Regions from separate parts of the Drosophila melanogaster genome. Here region 2 is linked to region 1. Evidence: chromatin contacts called from public Hi-C data. All regions are on one chromosome and are shown on one strand. The core of a region is the stretch at or near the end of the contact, and the rest is flanking DNA. Distances in the headings are between cores, read along the strand shown. Region 1 holds the start of lncRNA:CR45972 (long non-coding RNA:CR45972). Region 2 holds the start of lncRNA:CR45962 (long non-coding RNA:CR45962).

Region 1 (2,700 bases), core at 108-2,607:
CTCTACAAATAGCAACAAGCCAGCTTCCCCTATCTCGCCTTATCTGCTCTCCGCTTGTGTTTGTGTTTTCATCAAATAAAATTGACACACACAAGTGTTAGCCGCTTAGGTTGACAGCCTTCCCTTTACTTCCATTTCCGCTTCCACATCTGCTCTAAGCTTTCCTTGGCTTTCCCTCCTCGAGGGACCGAGGATCCTACGGCTAAGGACCCGACTGAGGTCTCCCCATTCCCACTTTGACTTTGGCCGCCTGGTTAGCTCCCCATCTTGGTGCTTTTAGGGTGTTTGTGCTAGGCCTGAGCTTTTGATTTGACAGTTTAGTTAAATTAAATTGGGGTTTAGACAAAATAAATAGGAAGCCCTGAGCGAACAGAAAATCTATTCACTGACGTGAGTCTCCTGTACAAAAGGGATTTGGTTGCGTTGTCGGGAAATCTAAATTTGGCTTACGTTTTGTTTTTACTTTTGTGATGAATAATTAATATTCATCGACGTTAAGAATAGTCTTAGCAGAAAACGTATGAAATACAATAAAAACACATAAGTAAATAAGTAATACGAACTTCATTTTAATCAGTGAATTTAAACCCTTTGCATTTTAATGGGAAACTTTATTCAATATTCTACGAATCGCAAATTTGTCAATTACGTATACAATTAATTTGACTTTTGACATTAATTTTGTTTGTTTACATTCGTGGAGACGCACAATCGCACAGTCCAACAGCTACAAGGTAAATTTCAAATGTCTAAATTGCCATTTAACTTCATCAGAAAACTCTCCTGCAAGTGGAATCTAGTTATATCCTAATCGCCACTCAGACACACCCACATAAACACTTTATACCCCCTCCGAGCCCGGTTTAAAGTTCAAAAGCGTTTGAGGCAACGAAATGTTTGAGCGGCAGAGCGAATTCCGGAGGGTTGGGGTGTTGGGTTATCCTAGGGTTTTCCAGTGTTATCCAGGGTTCGAAGGGGCAGAGTTGGCTTTGGGCGCCCGGCGATGCCTGCGTCAATTGAAGTTTTAACATACAAATGTAATTAAAACGTTTTACGTATCCGCCGCCAGGCACAAGAACCAACAGCACAAAGTGTTTGGAGAAACCCTTGGCATCTCGGTGTGTGTGTGGGACACCGGGGAAAGCGTTTTCCATTCCTCACACAGCCACACACACATCCCTACAGTTCTGTATACACGCACACAAACCAGGCCGAGACACTCGAAATTGTTGCCGGCGGATGCAATAAGTTGGTGATAAGGTGTTCATTCCCTGGGGTCCGCAGGGGAAAACCTTTTGCAAACTTGTCAAAAATCAGAGAAACGGGGAGAGGATATAAAAAACGTGTTTTCCGAGTTGCTCCCCGGCAGTGAAAACAATGCCAATGTCGTTGTTAACCTTTTTTCAGCATTCGCCGCTTGGCTGCCGGGCACCCACCACCCATTACTGCCCCAACCCCCACCGGCGGAACAGCTCCCCTGGACTATGACGCAAACAATGATATTTACATTTTTTATCTTCGTTACCCCGACCTCGCCCGTTTCCCTCTCGAATTGGAAACAAGCCGAAGGGCTCCAGGCATCCCGGCACGTTTTTGAGGGCATTTGCTGTGGAGCGAAATAAAAACGGAGGGGACGAGGCTCATATCAAAGCGATCATGGATTTATGGCCTTAATAATAGACGAAACGGAAGGGACGGGCCGGCTAAACTGGACAGAAAAGGGAGAACGCAAGTGGACCAGTAATTAGAAAAAGGATTTTCCTGTACATTTTTTTCGGAAATGAGCCATTTTGTTTTCTCAAAAAAAGGAGGCCATAAAATACGTGAGCTGTTGGTCAAATGAAAATGGCGGGAATTTACGCGAGATTTCTATCTCAAATCTTAGTTGTTTTGAATTTAAAGGGCCACTCTTTCGTTCAATGTAAATTTATTAAAGTGAAATTCCCGTCGTCCCTATGGTATATATTCATCAAATTCGCCCTTTAAAATCGACCCTCAGGGTTGACAGCTTATCAAACCAAGTCACAAACAAAAAAGAATCCCAAAAAAGAAGCAGCTGCCACAAAGGGTGCACATGTGTGTGTGTGTGCTTGGAAAATATACGGGAGGCGAGACACCATTTGCTCATTAAAATAAAATTTTTGCACAAATATTAAATAGCCGAAAATGTTCCGAGGCGTATAATACGAATGTCGCCGGCAATCCCCAATATGCGACTGACATTGAGTGGTTAAGTGGTGAGCCGAAGGGCAGGGGCACTTTCATTGAGGGACGAGTGCAAGTTCATTTTTCTGAGATAACTCTCTGGTGGCACGGAAAGTGTCAAAAACGCTTAATAAACGTCAATGTCAGGCGATTCCAAGTCAGCGGCGAAATTCAAAATTTTTCAAACAAAACACACTTCTGTCAGTTGGGAAAGACGAAGCGAGGCTGGTGGGAATGAGGGGATGGATGCTGTCAGGGTTTCAGGATTGGAGATTGGTATTGGGGATTGGGGATTGTATTGCGAAGCGCAATTGAATTCGCAGAGTCAGGCGAACCGGGAAAGGAGCCGGAGCATCCTAGGACACCCAGGACACACATCTCGATGCCAATCCCTCAATTCCGGCTCTCGGTTTCACACACTTTCATTTCATTTCACTTCCACCCATTCCGTTTGGTTCGCTTCGTCTCATCCAGCCCAGCCGTCGTTCATTCGCT
Region 2 (2,700 bases), core at 121-2,620, 210 kb after region 1:
AGCGGGCTCAATGTCAGGCGAAGTCCAAATCCCACTCCCATTGGGACTGCCGCCTTAATTTGTTTAATTTAGGCAAAATGTTTGGCCGCATTCGCCGATAAGGGGCGTAATTTGTTCAAACTTGTCGCAACTTGCTGGAATTCGCAACCCGCACGATTTTGTCACCGAAAAAAGGAATAATTTCTGTAACTAGCAGATGACACGGTAGCTCACTTGAATTGCGTTTGAGAAACATTGGAATCCTTTTGCACATACATAATTTGCTTTTAACTTTTTGACTAATACTAAAAATACACAAATGCCAAGTAGCAATGAATGGTTTTAGAACCAGTCTATCCTCTCTCAACGTACGTAGCTAATAACCAAATGTTCTCCATTTTCTTAAAATATTGATATCAATTAGCTCATTTGATTTAGGCACGTCTGTCAAAGAATTCGGTGATGTATACGAAAGCGATGGAAAACGGATCTCAGTATGTTTAAGCAGCATGGTACTCTTATCAGAAACGCTTTTATATTTTTCACTGATTTCCAAACATAATTTAAGTTACAAATTCATTTAATCCAATTTATGCATTGTAAAGTATTTCCGCACATCCTAAACTTTTTTAAATCACTTCCAGACGCTCTATTTGGGCCACTAAATTCCGGAGTTGTAGCTTTCGGTTTGATTCCACTGACCACACTGCCCACTGGGGTCGGCATACTCACTCACCTTGTCTTCCGTGTGTCCGCTGCGCTGTGTTGTTGGCCGTGTCCGGCGGACGGTGGGCCAAGTGCTGGTACTCGTAGTCGTAGTGGGACGACTGGGCGGCGGCTTGGGCGGCCTGCAGGTTCTGTTGGTTTTGGTGCTGGAGCGTCTGGCTGCCGTGGACCGGACCGAGGTCCGTCGTCGGCCGCCCGTGGCCGCTCATGGGGAGCGTACGTCCTTGGGCGTGTGGGTGGGCGTGAGCCGGAGTGGGGCCGCCGCCCACGTCGCGGCAGTCTAGAGTCGACTCATACTCGTAGGGATTCATGGCGGTCGCCTCCAGCGGACATTCGTCGTCGTCCGTGTCCGTGCCGCCGTCGTAGATGTTGTCCGTGTGGCGGTACGCGTGATGGGCGTGCTGCTTTGAGAACTTAATCTTGGCGGCTTGGGGGCTTTTGGCCAGACAGCCGGACAGGAGAAGAAGAAGAGGAGGAGGACTCCGCACGGGAGCAGGAAGAAGAGACTTGGTATGCGTTTGGCTACTCGCGATTATTCATGCACTTGCTGATGCGGATGCGGCTGCGGATGGCACTGGACGCACTGCACTCAAAAACATTTCTACTGGGCCATTTCCAGACGGTTAATCTGCGGGCGGGCTGCTGGTCCCAGCTCAATCACAATCTGCCGCCGAGGCCGCAATAATATTTCTTGGGCCTTTTCAGTAGTCGTACACTGAAAACACGGGACACACACGATGGGGAGCACAGGAACGCGACGGGAAAAACGGTGTTTTTGAATTGACGCGGTGTGTTTGTTTGCGCGACGATCGTAAAACTATGTCAGAATTCGTTAGACGCAGGTATCATTCGCTGCCTGATTCCCGACGATTTTCTATATTTTTCGACTGAAGCAACGCGCTGTTTTCGCTACTTTTCGTATATCCACATTTTCCGCGACGACAATTCCGACCGTGCGAGGCGAATTTCAAAAGACGAATGAGCTCAAAACGAACGACGAACCGAGTCTGTGGGAGAGAGAGAGAGAGCTAGAGAGCGCAAGTCGCTGCAAATATGAGAGAAAAACAATATGCTTCATATTCTCTCTTTTTCAGTTAAAATGCGTCGCTCTCTCATTTATTCTGATACTGCGCATGATTTGTGAGAGAGAGAGCGGTCGCGCACCAGCGTTGTCCATTTAGCTAATTTGCTGATAGTCTGGCCTTAGCTGGAAATATAGCTATTTTGCTAGAATAATAGGTGCTACTTATGTAGTTTAGGTTAATTTAATTGCAAAAGAATCACTCCGAATCATATAGATTTCCAGTCTATGACAGCGTTATAGAAAAAGATATGCAAGGAAATATAATAATATACTTTTAATACTCTTGTGCTTCTGTTAAGTTACCATCAATATTTGTTCTCAATGGTATGTTTAGCCTTTTTATAACCAGAAGAGTATGCAGCACTCAAATGAGAGCACTCATCGAATCTCTGGTTTGAAGGTTAAAAAGTGCGTTTCGTTTGGCTAAGGGGAAATGGATGTACAGCGGATTCGAATCTATCGTGCTGCACGCCAGTTTCGTTAAGATTATCTGAGGCGGCCAACAGCGCTGTAATAACAGCTTCACCGGCGGCTAACACCGACACTGTTAATTTTATTACAAAACTGTTAACCGGTTTACATAAAAGTGCGTATACGTATACCATATACCATATACCATAAAATATCAATGTAAATGTGGAGGTATTTAAGTTATTAGGTACAAACTTTAAAAGATAGCTTAGTTTATTCTTTATTATATATATTATATATTATATAATATATATTATTTATTATTATATATATATTATATATTCTCTTTATATATTGCCCTAAAATATCTAGGTTTTCCAAAACCTCCGAAAACTTTTAACTTTCAGCTTGCATTGAATAAATTGCAGGTTACACAAAAATATTAAAAACTACATTTTTAAAAACAATGGAATTTGTATTTCAAGGTATCTGAACCTCCT

Evidence for each region. Hi-C and Micro-C count contacts between places; a contact is called where the count stands out from the background.
Region 2: a Hi-C map of the Kc167 cell line shows a contact between it and region 1, with 1.5 times the contacts expected there. A contact is called at or near these places in 2 of 107 Hi-C or Micro-C datasets (both in the Kc167 cell line).

The regions. Positions count from the first base shown.
Region 1 is chr3L:22,196,426-22,199,125 of dm6, forward strand. lncRNA:CR45972 (long non-coding RNA:CR45972) reads left to right here and starts at 1,358. Exons shown (of 1, transcript NR_133302.1): 1 at 1,358-1,816. The region is part of intron 2 of olf413 (olf413,); the gene reads left to right.
Region 2 is chr3L:22,406,177-22,408,876 of dm6, forward strand. lncRNA:CR45962 (long non-coding RNA:CR45962) reads right to left here and starts at 1,371. Exons shown (of 2, transcript NR_133305.1): 1 at 716-1,371. Ten-m (Tenascin major) reads right to left here and starts at 1,687. Exons shown (of 9, transcript NM_079491.3): 1 at 716-1,687. The coding sequence starts at 1,016.